Linked DNA regions of Ovis aries: region 2 is linked to region 1. A link is a contact called in public Hi-C data. All regions are on one chromosome and are shown on one strand. Each heading gives the region's core, a stretch centred on a gene start, on an enhancer-like site or on the middle of the called end of the contact. The rest is flanking DNA. Distances are from core to core; before and after follow the strand shown.

Region 1 (6,018 bases), core at 1,999-4,498:
TCCAGAGTAGACAGTGCTGGAATAGGTTCAGAGTGCACCATGCTCCCAGCCCAGGGCCAGTTAGATGAAGGAGACAAAGGAAGGATTGGCCTGATACCCACCCAAGGTGGACCGGAGTGAGAAGAGCTGGGCCTGGTTAGGAGGGAATGGCAGAACCGTAGGAAAGAGGGCTTGTTCTGGGCAGTAACTGTAGCTCTGCCAGGAAAAGCAATGACACCTCTAGCACACAGGAAGCCCCCCTGCTCTGGGCCTGGCTGCATTTTTCGCAGCATCCTGATCCCTTGGTGGCACTAGTGGTAAAGATCCTGCCTGCCAATGCAGGAGACATAAGAGATGTGAGTTTGATCCCTGGGTCGGGAAGATCCCCTGGAGGAGGGCATGGCAACCCACTCCACTAATCTTGCCTGGAGAATCCCAGGGAGAGAGGAGCCTGGAGGCCAAAAGTCCATAGAGTCGCAAAGAATTGGACACAGCTGAAATGACTTAGCGTACCTGATCCCTTGGGTCCTTTGTGATAGTGAATGAAAACTTCCCTGGGCCATCTGTTGAAACACTGGAAACTCTAGAGTGATGGAAGGCAAAGCTTTGCAGGTCAGTCTTGGAATCTTAATTCCACCCCTGAAAAGCTGTTTGCACCCCCAGAATCCTTCCAAGCCTCCGTTTCTCACCTGAAAAATGGAATAAAAACACATCTTACAGGATGGCAGGGAGGATTAAATATTAAATAAAGAGCCTGGTTGATAGCAACACTTCCTAAATGGTTTCTATTTTTATAAAAATGCCCTTGGTTTTACATTGGCTTTAGGCTTTCTAGGCTACTATCGGTCAATCAATATTTATTACTTACTTAGTAGGTACAAAAGGGAACAGAAAGAGATCTAAGATCTAGGGCAACAGAAAAGACACAGGACAGAGAACCTTGGGGTTGGAACAAGTGGCTGGTTTCTACCCGACTTCAGGAAGAGGTGGGGAGTTTGGAACCGGTGAACATTTGAGGACAAACAGTAACGATTTCCCTTTTCCCAGCTGTAAGTTTGGGACAGCCCTCCCTTTTCCTGTGTGGGCTTTTGTGTTCTTCGGAGAAGGGACCAGTGATTCTGAGAAGTGGACGAGAGAAGGTCCCAATGGCTGCTTACAAAGTCATGACTCAAGACCCAGAGTGTTTTCTGGATTGTTGTTGTTGTTTAATTGCTCAGTATTGTCTGACTCTTTGTGACCCCATGGACTGTAGGCCACCAGCCTCCTCTGTCCATGGGATTTCCCAGCAAGAATACTGGAGTGGGTTGCCATTTCCTTCCCCAGAGGATCTTCCCCACCCAGGGATCGAACCTGGGTCTCCCGCATTGGCAGGTGGGTTCTTTACCATCTGAGCCACCAGGGAAACACTTTCCGGATTTACCTGTATTAAAGAATTTTTTGTTTTTTGGTTTCATTGAGGAGAGCTCTTGGGGGAGAATGTGGGGTGGGGTAGGGGGGCTACAGGGGTCTCCTGTGGCTCTCTGAGGAAGGCAGCCTGAGCTGAGGAAGCCCTGTGTGTGGGCGGGGGCGATCACCACCAGAAGGAATAAAAACACAAGGAGAAGCCAGCCCCGTTCAGCGGACCACGGGAAGGTCTGCTCTGTTGTTTGAAGCTTTTCTCTAGTCTGTGGCAAGCCTGCAGATTCAGTAACGACCACAGCTGTGCTTGGGCCCAGGCTTTTCCTGGGAGGCCTGTCCGCCTTCAGAGCAGGAGCAGAAGCAGCTGGTGTGGCCGCCCTCCTCCCAGCTCTCTCTCCAGTTTCTGAACAGTGTCGGGATCAGCCGTGCTTGGGATGCTCATCCGTCCAGAGATTTTATCAGACTTCTGATGAATCTAATTCCGGTGAAAGGGAGCAGAGGAAAACGAGCTGTTTAGGTTCATGGACAATGTATTTCTGGGCAAGAAATGTGACTCTGTCCCCTTCTGTTGAAGTAAGTTTGAAAGTGTCAAATAGTTTTTTCATTTAGGTCTTCACTATGGGAAGGCAGAGAACCACGGAGAAGATTCGGGTTTTCCAGACCCTGTAAAGGGGACAGCTGGCCACTGCAGGGATCGCTTCCTCATCTCTGAATTCCCCTGGTTAGTTGTCTTCCTACTTCATGCTCTGAACCAGGAGCAGCAAAAGGAAGGAAAAGCAGGGCAAGTGGCTGGCTCTAGAGTGACTGCTAAGGGCTCTGACCTCAGTGCACAGCTGGGGTGTGGGGGTGGGGTGGCCTGCAGCTGGTCTTGGTGGGGCTCCTGGGGGAGCCCCTGCTCGGCTAAGGCCCACTGACCTTCTAGTGTCTATGGGAGTCTCACTTTCCTCATCCAGCACAAGAAGGCTTGGGCGAGGGCATGTGTTGTTCATTCATTCACAGATCTATTTATTTATTCATCCATCTAACTTTTTTTTTTTTTTTTAACACACTGACTCTGCCAAGAACTGGGGGTATGGAAACAAACAAGACTGGATTCCTGCCCTCTGGGACTCACAACCTTGTGGGCAAGGTAGATCAATATGCAAATCAATCTAGAAAAGTCATCTGCAGGTTAACGGGAATGTGTAAGAGCCTAGCCCTGCCTGAGAATGAGGAGAAAGTTGATCTTGAAGGATGGGTTAAGGATGCCAGGAGGGTGGAAGAGTCTGGAGCTTGCAAAAGAGCTTTGCCTGAGAACAATGGCAAGGTTGAGAGGTTTTCAGAGCAGGGAGTGAAAACTAAAGAGGGCAACGTGGACTATCCAGTTCTCAGCATGCAGCTGAGATTCCAGTTTCTCAAGAAAGGAATTTTTCCTTTCTCCAAACTCTGAGAACCCTTGAATCTTTGTATCAGGGTCTCCCAACACTGTTTATAGACCACAGATCAGGTGATTGACATTCATTTTACCAGGGCAGATGTGGGAAGACATTTCTTGTTGCTTTTTCCTGCATAGACTCTTTGATGAAGGCTGTTGTGAGTCTTATCCTTTATGGGGTCAAGCCTCCTTGGAGAATGAAGGAGGGTGATAAGCCATCTCCCCAGAAAATGCATAGTTTTCCACAAAATTTCAAGTGTTTTGAGAACCATCCCCCATTCGAAACCCTCCCACACACTACAGATAAAGAACTGCCCGCAACCCCACCTGACCTCAGACTGTGGATCTGGGGATTGGAAAAGCCTAGTGTGGACACAGAGCTGCACGGGGACTGGCCCTGATGTGGGCGTTCAGCTTAGAGACTCTTTGAGTGTAGTTCACCTACAGACAGAGCTCGGAAAGGAAACTGAATCCTTTTGCAGAAGGCTTCAGCAGGGCCGATACTAGCATGAGGCAAATGAAACCTTTGCAGTGGGTGTAAATCATAAAGGAGAGGGTGCCAAACAATTCAGTAACGAGATATGTAATATTTTAATGCACTTTAAAAAGTCAAAATAGATGCAAAAATCCATGATGAATACAGTTTCACAATTTTCCGCAAAGATGGGATGTACTGTACTTGCATGGCCCTGCCCCTCTTGCCCCACCCTCATCCCAGCCCCTATTTGGAAACAAGAACTGCACAGCCTTAAAGTCCCAAACTTGTATTTGAATAAGACCTTGAGTGTCAGTATCTGGGCTTCCCTGGTAGCTCAGTGGTAAAAAAACCTGCCTGCCAACTGCAGGAAACACGGGTTCAGTCCTTGGGTGGGGAAGAATCTCCTGGAGAAGGGAATGGCGACCCACTCCCGTGTTCTTGCCTGAGAAATCCCATGGACAGAGGAGCCTGGCGGGGTCACAAAAGAGTCAGATACCACTGAACAACTAAACACTGAGTGTCAGTAAGTTGATGCCTGGACGCTGCTGAGGTGTTTCTGTGAACACTGATTGATTCCTTGGCCAGGCTTAAGCCTCTCCGCCTGCCGGCCCACGTTGGCCCAAGGAACATGTGTTGGCAGTGACTCAGACATTCCAGCAGGTGGCACTCTTGCTCCAACCAGGTCCCCTGAAAAGGGGCGTCTTAGCCAAACTAAAGGGATTCAAGCTAGTTGCTTTTTGCCAGTTGTTTTTTGAAGGGCCAGGAAGAATCCCGAGCAGGTATTGTGGGGGTAAAGGGAGGTGCTCTATAAAGAGGATTGGAGGAAGAATCTGGAGAGCCAGAGCAAGGTAGAGCCTTATAACAGGCTGTGCTTCTCTTTAGCAAGCGAGGAAAATGAGAATTTCAAACCTCTTTCTGTTCTCAGATGCAGTATTGACACACGTGGCACGGGAGAGCAGAACAGGACGAATGGTTTTCTGTGAAGCATGGCCGGGTGGCAAGAGCTCCCTACTTACCTGCAGTGTTGCTCCACTTGCCAGCTGTGACCTTGGACACTGCAAGCCTGAGATGGTTCATCTTTAAAGGGGGATTACTGCAGCTGCCCTGATGGAGGGTTGTTGGAGGCTTGCTGGAGGATTAAAGAAACTGATGACCAAAAGGCTACTAGTACCAAGTGCGTGTTCAGTCAACTCGCTGCTGCGATGGACTTGTAGGCGAAGGCTAAGCAGCGAGGTTTTGTGGCCTTCCTTGTCTGTCACATTAATTTAAAAGATGACCTCAGAGTGACCCAGAGACATAACTTGATAAGGAACCATGGCTTGAGCAGAAGCAGCCAGAAGAATTTCCCACCTGGATCGAGTTTCACAGGTGTGATTTTTGAACCAGGAAATCAAACTGGGTTCTCTGGCAGTACTGTCTCACCCTCAAGACCTGGGAAACGTCTGACCACCAGGTGACAGGTCCCACTTAAGCTGTGCATTGTTGCAGAAAGTATCCATTTACACATAGGTATATCAGAGCCTTCCCATGAAACCACTGTGTCTCCCTGCAGTTCTGAAATCCTGACCTCTCAAAGATGCCCCCAGATGAACTGTTCTCCACTAAGAATGAAATAAATCAGTGATGGTTCCTTCTTATTGAAGCTTACTTCATGGCAGTTACTTTAATAAGTACTTTACATGCATTCATTCATTTATGCCTGGAAACCAACCAGAGAGGTAATCAAACCAATTTTACAGACATGTAAATTTAGGTTTGGGGCTTCCCAGGTGACACAGTGGTAAAGAATCCCCCTGCCAATGTAGGAGATGCAAGAGACTCGGGTTTGATCCCTGGGTCAGGAAGATGCCCTGGAATAGGATATGGCAACCCCCTCCAGTGTTTCTTGCCTGGAAAATTTCATGGATAGAGATCCTGGTGGGCTACAGTCTATGGGGTCGCAAAGAGTTATACATGACTGAACACACACACACACACAAATTTAGATTTAGGGAAACTCAGTACTCTTGCCTGGAAAATCCTGTGGACGGAGGAGCCTGGTGGGCTGCAGTCGGACACGACTGAGCGACTTCACTTTCACTTTTCACTTTCATGTATTGGAGAAGGCAATGGCAACCCACTCCAGTGTTCTTGCCTGGAGAATCCCAGGGACGGCGGAGCCTGGTGGGCTGCTGTCTATGGGGTCGCATGGAGTCAGACACGACTGAAGTGACTTAGCAGCAGCAGCAGTACTGGGTCAGGCTTCCCTGGTGGCTCAGATGGTGAAGAATCTGCCTGCAATGCGGGAGACCTGGGTTCAATCCCCGGGTTGGGAACATACCTTGGAGGAGGATATGGCAACCCATTCCAGTATTCTTCTCTGGAGAATCCCTGACAGAGGATACTGGCAGGCTGCAGTCCATGGGGTTGCAAAGAGTCAAACACGACTGAGCAACTCAGCACAGCACAATACTGGCTCCTTCAGCCAGGAATTGGTATAAACTTAGGTCTGACTTCCAAATCTATCTATGTATCTATCAATCTATCCATCAATGTATCTATCATCCATTTATTTGATACATTAAATACTAACTATTCTGATCTATTAATTAAAGCAAGTTCCTCTGAGGCACTGAGGGCCTAGGGAAACGTTTGTTGGTCTCGATTTGAGGCTTCTTTCTTGAACATATAGAGATAGTCATAGCTGTATCTTTGCAGATACATATATACATAACACATACAGGTGACTTTCTAAGGAGCATGTTCTTAC
Region 2 (5,374 bases), core at 535-3,034, 470 kb after region 1:
CCCCGCCCTTAATTTAGGTTTTAAAATCGAGACCTTGACACTAGACTTGTTTAGAAGAGCTCTCTGGGTGAGTAATAAAAAGCAAAGGGTTATTGTTAGGAGCAATAGGTTTTTTGAGGAAGTTTCATTTAATAGATTTCCTTTAAGTTAGGCCCCCTCGCCCCCTCACTCATGTTACTTTTTTAAGGGAGATTTTCAAGTGCATTTAAAGAGAAAGGGAAGTGACTGAGACTCCTATAGCTCAGGGCTTTTATATCCACTCCTTATGCCTGGCAAAACCTTGACTTAGTGGGTGTGCCTGATCTCCGTTGGGGAGCAGGAAGGGAACCCCTCTAAGGAGCTGTGAAGTAAGCCCATGCTCAGGTGCTGCCCATCCTGGTGGTGGTCTTGGACAGCCTATTTGAAAGGTAGAAAGGCCCACCTATCTAGGTAAGAGGAGGCTGCCTCAGATGGGCCCAGGAGCAATCAGCTGGCTGCACTGAGTGGGGAGGGCCTTGAGCTGGTCTTTGAAGAATTAGGAGGATTTAGATAAGCCGGAAGGGGATGGGCATTCCACTCTGGTTGCCCAGCATCGGGGCCAAAAATGAACAAAGGCTTTGGGGAGGGGGCTGGGTGGAGGGAGAAACTGGGCAGTCGGCTTGGAGGGCTCTTGGTGGAGCAGGGGAGCAGCTGGTAGGAAAGGGGGTGCTGAGCCATGGTGCTTGAACCTGCCCTCCAAGCCCTAAGGGTGTCCCTTGGAGGAAAGTTTGGGAGTTTGGAAAAGACTCGCTGAGAAGAGGGCTTTGTGATACGTGGCAAGTGGCAGGTCGGCGGGGGGGAGGAGTGGTCAGAATGGCTTGGAGGGTCCAAGGGGCAGGCATAGGAGTCCCATGGAGGGGAGACCCTGTAACACAGTCTTGAGGTTTGAGAGCCCGGCCACGGCAGTAGTAGAAATAGAGAAGTTGGTGAGGAAAGCTTGAAAGATGAGGTGAGTGGCCAGGAGATAAGGCAGATGTGGGGCGCAGCCTTTTGGGGACAAGGAGGATTAGGGTGGGGCATGTTGAATTCTCTCACACAGCAGTGGCGCAGAGTGCCTTTCTGTTTGTTAGCTTCTGAAGGGAGTGGTCAGCAACAGCTCACGTGTGCGCAACCAGAGGTTCCGTGAAGCTTTTAGTGAAGCATCCTCAGGAGCTGGGGGAAGCAATGCCACTTCTTTCTGGTTATTTGCAAGGTTCCAGCCATCGCTGCTCAGGCCGGAATTTCCAGGAACTGGCAGCTGGCTGGAGCCAATTGGTCCCTCCCAGCCTCGCACTCCGAGGGTGGGGCCCCATGGGTGGAGGCCCCTCAGGGTGGAGTGGGGTGGGTCTCCAGCGATAGGGCGCCCGGTGGAGAGGCAGTGGCCTCACACAGCCCTTCTGGATTTGATTATATAACACATCACAGGAGAAAACTCAGGGCCAAGGCAGGCTGCGTAAGCCATGTGCACAGCAGGATTATGCATTAGGGGTGCTTTTCAACCGAGTTGGGGTCGCTGGCCCTTAAAACTAAAAAACAAAAATTGTCGGCATGGGGAGGAAAACTGCGTACATAACCTTAATAGGGAAAATGACTAGTGTTCACTAAAATTGCTTTAAGAAAGATGTGGTAGGCCACTAACTAAGTGGCACTGAACTTGAGAGTTCACCTAAAGGATATGGGTTTGTGTCTCCCCGCCCCCACCCCTGCTCTGCTGGGCCCTAGTCTGGAAAAGTGGAGGGACTTCACTTGGTTGTTACCTTTGCACCTGTCCTTATTTACATGCAAAATCAATTGCTTCACTTGGTCTTTCCGAAGTACAGGGTGTGGGCAGAATCTTATCTGAAGCCATGTCCTGTTTGGACAAGTTGGACTGCCTTGGCAACTCTCCATAGGGTGGAGCAGATGGGTGGAGGCAGGAAAGTAAAATTGGGTGGCTTGTTAGCCCAGAGAGGAGAGAGGGCGGATTGTTTGCTCATGGATCATTATATTTAATCTGAAACTAAATAATTAACTTCTTTCCCATTTACAAAACATTTTGATGCAAAATAACTAATTTATGAGGGGCAAAGATTTAGAAGTGTTCCACGGAATTTTTTTTTCCTTTCACACCAACAGTAGAAGACTGAGGTAGGAGAAAAATCAGCGAGTGTCATGAAAACGAGATGCCTTTCCAGGTAGGTGCCAGCGTTCAGCTGCTCTGAAAGGAGGCTCCGACTTAGAAATGTCCACTTCCATCTGTTGCCCGGCCCCTTGGATTTCTGGCCAGAGCAGCTGCCATTAAATACGCAACTCCTTGGAGCTCTTGAAAGAGTTAGGGTACAAAAGTAAAGAAAGAAAAGTTTAGTTGGAGAGGAAGTTTAGGAATGTTACCTGCCCACCCTGGTCCTCCTCCTGACCAAGAATCTCTCTCACACACACACACACTCAGCCACGCACCTTTATTTTTTTTAATTTGTCTTTTTTATTTTTTCCCTGAAGTTCCTTTTGGGAGTGAGAGGTGAAAGGAGGCAGCATGCTTCCTCCTTTAAAGCCCAGAGGCTTGGATGGGTTGAAAGGGGCACTTAACAGACGATGTGCTGGTTTGGCCATCCTTTTTTTCTCCTTACACCTGGCTGAGGTCGGCTAGGAAACAAAAGATCAGCTTTGAAGGAGGCAGATAGTCTGGAAGCTTAGGGTCAGGCTGGGCTTGGGGAGAAGGATCCAGGGTCCCTTTGAGTGCATTAGACAGGAGAGGAGAAGGGAGAATGTCAGAGCAAATCCTGATAGATCGCCAAGAAATTTATTTCGATACATTCTCTCTCCAGACCCCCCTCCATCCCCTGCCACACACCTCCCTCCTCTTTCCCTTTCTTCCCCACCCCTCCCCCATTCTTCTAAGGAAGGGGCAGTTATTTATAAGGTTGTTTCTGTAATAAAATGTGCCATAGCTTCAAGGCAAGCCATTTTCAAAGGAGGCTGGCAGCATAACCTCTTACATTAAGCCCTGTGTGTATTTCTAAGCTCTGCAGCTCATTTGTACCCTCATGAAGCAATTGTCAAGTAGGCCCCATGGAGGGCTGAAAAGGACCATGTGAGAGGGAACTATAATTGCTTGTGAAACTTCATGTAAGTGATTCACCAAAGCTTCTTAAGACATAAACATGCAGTTGTGCATCTTGACAAAAATCTGAGCCTTCTTATGACAGCTGAAAAAAGTCAGAAGCATAAGCAGAGTGTGAAGGAAAATGTTTTTTCCTTTTGAAGGAAAATTCTGTATTGGCCCTTCCCAGCAAAATAACAGTTGAGGAAGAAGATGTTTGTCCGTGATGGAAAATTATTTTGGCAATTATTTTCTATATTTTTGCTTTTAGGCACTTTGATAACTTAGACTTTTTTTTTTAAACCTGTTTTGCCTGTTTTTTCCCTCTTGTAAATGCAGTGTTGTTATCCTGGGATTACTAGTTTAGAATGTATGTCTCCTAAGCTAGTTTAACACAACTAAGATGAAAACCTGTTAATGCTTGAGAACTAGTTGTAAGAAAAACAGAACCACTTTTGGGGGCCTTCTAATCTCTGTGATAAGAATTCCTGAGCCTAGTTAAAACCCACTAGATTTAAAGACCCTGACTTTGGCAAGCTCAATTTACTGCCTGTGTCCTAGTCTTTAAATACTTGTTTTAGCTCACCACCTAATGGTCTTACTTGGAACTGCTGTCAGGGTTATGTAGTGATAGATTTTCTATAGCATTTTAAGTTTTCTTTCAATAGCCCCAGAGCTCAGTTGCCCATGCATAACAAAAGCCACTAAATTTAGAGACCCCACTTCTTCCAGTGCTGAATTATATGGAAGGCCCTTCAGTGACTTTGCAGTCACTCTTTTCTTATTCTAGATCAGACCCAAAGATAAGGTCAACGCTAGTGGCAAAAGTGGTCCAAGGTTAGGGTGTGTCTTTTTCTTCTATTTCTTTTTTTTAATATGTCCTCCATAGCCTTTGACTATCACTGAAAGTATAATCAGTCATTTTAGAAGCTACGAGATTGAGAGCAAAGTGCTGTTACACGTGTGAGTGGACAGTGAGTGTGGTTCCGTTCACAGTGACATTTGAATTTTGCACAGACCTTTTATTGCCAAGTGATGCTTTAGTTAGGAGTTTTAAAATGAGGTGTTCTAAATTCTATAATATCATTACTTGTTTATTAGCTGAAATCCTTGTGTATGAGAAGTATCCTTTCGTCAGTGATTGAGTTACTCTTCGAGGTAAAGTTCTGAATAAACAACCCTTAAAACAATTACTTTTTAAGAAAAATGAATCCAGTTTTGTTAGGAGGGATGCTTTATGCTAGATGAATTTTTCTCTTAAGATTACAAGTGTTTCAAAGCACTAATTTCCTTAAATTTAGATAAAACATGAAAACTAACAAATGAAAGTAATTTCACTAATGTCTTAAAATGACACAAACTGTAGCAAGTTTAACGTGTCATTCATTTCTAAATGGGTTCAGTACTTACTGCTGTAGACATTTGAAAAAGTCATTTGAAAAAGGTTTTATGAGCTAAATGATGGGGTTAGGATTTAAACCAAAATGAGCTCCAGACCCCATCCACTGTGCTGCTCCTGCTGGTAGTAAAGGATTCCAGGTAAGGCAAGAGTAGAGATGATAGGAAACTATTGGGACCGTGCAATTATCGAGTGACGGGGTCCTGTATGAGATCTCAGATAGAATGAAAGCAGCCATTGCTTTTTGAACTGAATTTAGTCTGAGTTTTTTAAGGGTGTGTGTGTTGGGGAGGGGGTGGTGTTGACCACTAAGGCTAAATATTCTAGGAAAGAGGCAAGTACTTGACATTGTTCCAGAGATCAGAATCAACAAATTTAATGCTGTGTGTATAGTTTTATAGATTGAAAAATTGTGTGCATATTCAGATGAACAAAGTTTCTCTCTTTTTTTTATTATTTTTAATCTCATTTAATTTCCCCAAAACCTTGAAGATAAATCTTTTAGGAAGTAGACAAAAGAGTTGCCCTCTGCATTTTGCATGTAAAAAAGGGCCTCCCCACATCCACTCCCCCATGGAGAGGGTCAAGCACAGATCTCCTGCTTGAGTTTCAGGATCAGAATTCTTCCACTATACTCCTGAGAATATGAGTGCTTTTATTTAGAAGGATTTGCAGCAAGATACTCTCTAGTGGAGTGGATGAATCTGTAAGAGTAAATTAAATTTTAAAAGCTTGGGGGAGGATGACCAGCCATGGGTCGAGGCTGCTGAATCATCTGACCTCATTGATATAAGCAAGCGATCTCACATCTTTTGTGTATGGTCCGCTCTGGGGCCCTGGACAGCAATTCTTAGCACCATATCCATCTGTACAGCTGCTAGGCTGGGAACTGGTTAATA

What was found. Hi-C and Micro-C count contacts between places; a contact is called where the count stands out from the background.
Region 2: a Hi-C map of hypothalamus shows a contact between it and region 1, with 6 times the contacts expected there. The contact joins two enhancer-like sites. A contact is called at or near these places in 9 of 16 Hi-C or Micro-C datasets (blood, hypothalamus, liver and 4 more).

Annotation. Positions count from the first base shown.
Region 1 is chr6:58,179,308-58,185,325 of ARS-UI_Ramb_v3.0, forward strand. No RefSeq gene overlaps it. Among named protein-coding and RNA genes, the nearest start is that of TBC1D1, 260 kb to the left of the region's middle. Within about 2 kb of position 3,249, at least 33 of the 54 cell types and tissues checked have an H3K27ac peak or open chromatin away from gene starts, as enhancers often do. A contact at or near this core is called in hypothalamus, liver and tail adipose tissue, where this site is marked.
Region 2 is chr6:58,654,252-58,659,625 of ARS-UI_Ramb_v3.0, forward strand. The region is part of intron 1 of KLF3 (KLF transcription factor 3); the gene reads left to right. Among named protein-coding and RNA genes, the nearest start is that of KLF3, 10 kb to the left of the region's middle. Within about 2 kb of position 1,785, at least 33 of the 54 cell types and tissues checked have an H3K27ac peak or open chromatin away from gene starts, as enhancers often do. A contact at or near this core is called in hypothalamus, liver and tail adipose tissue, where this site is marked.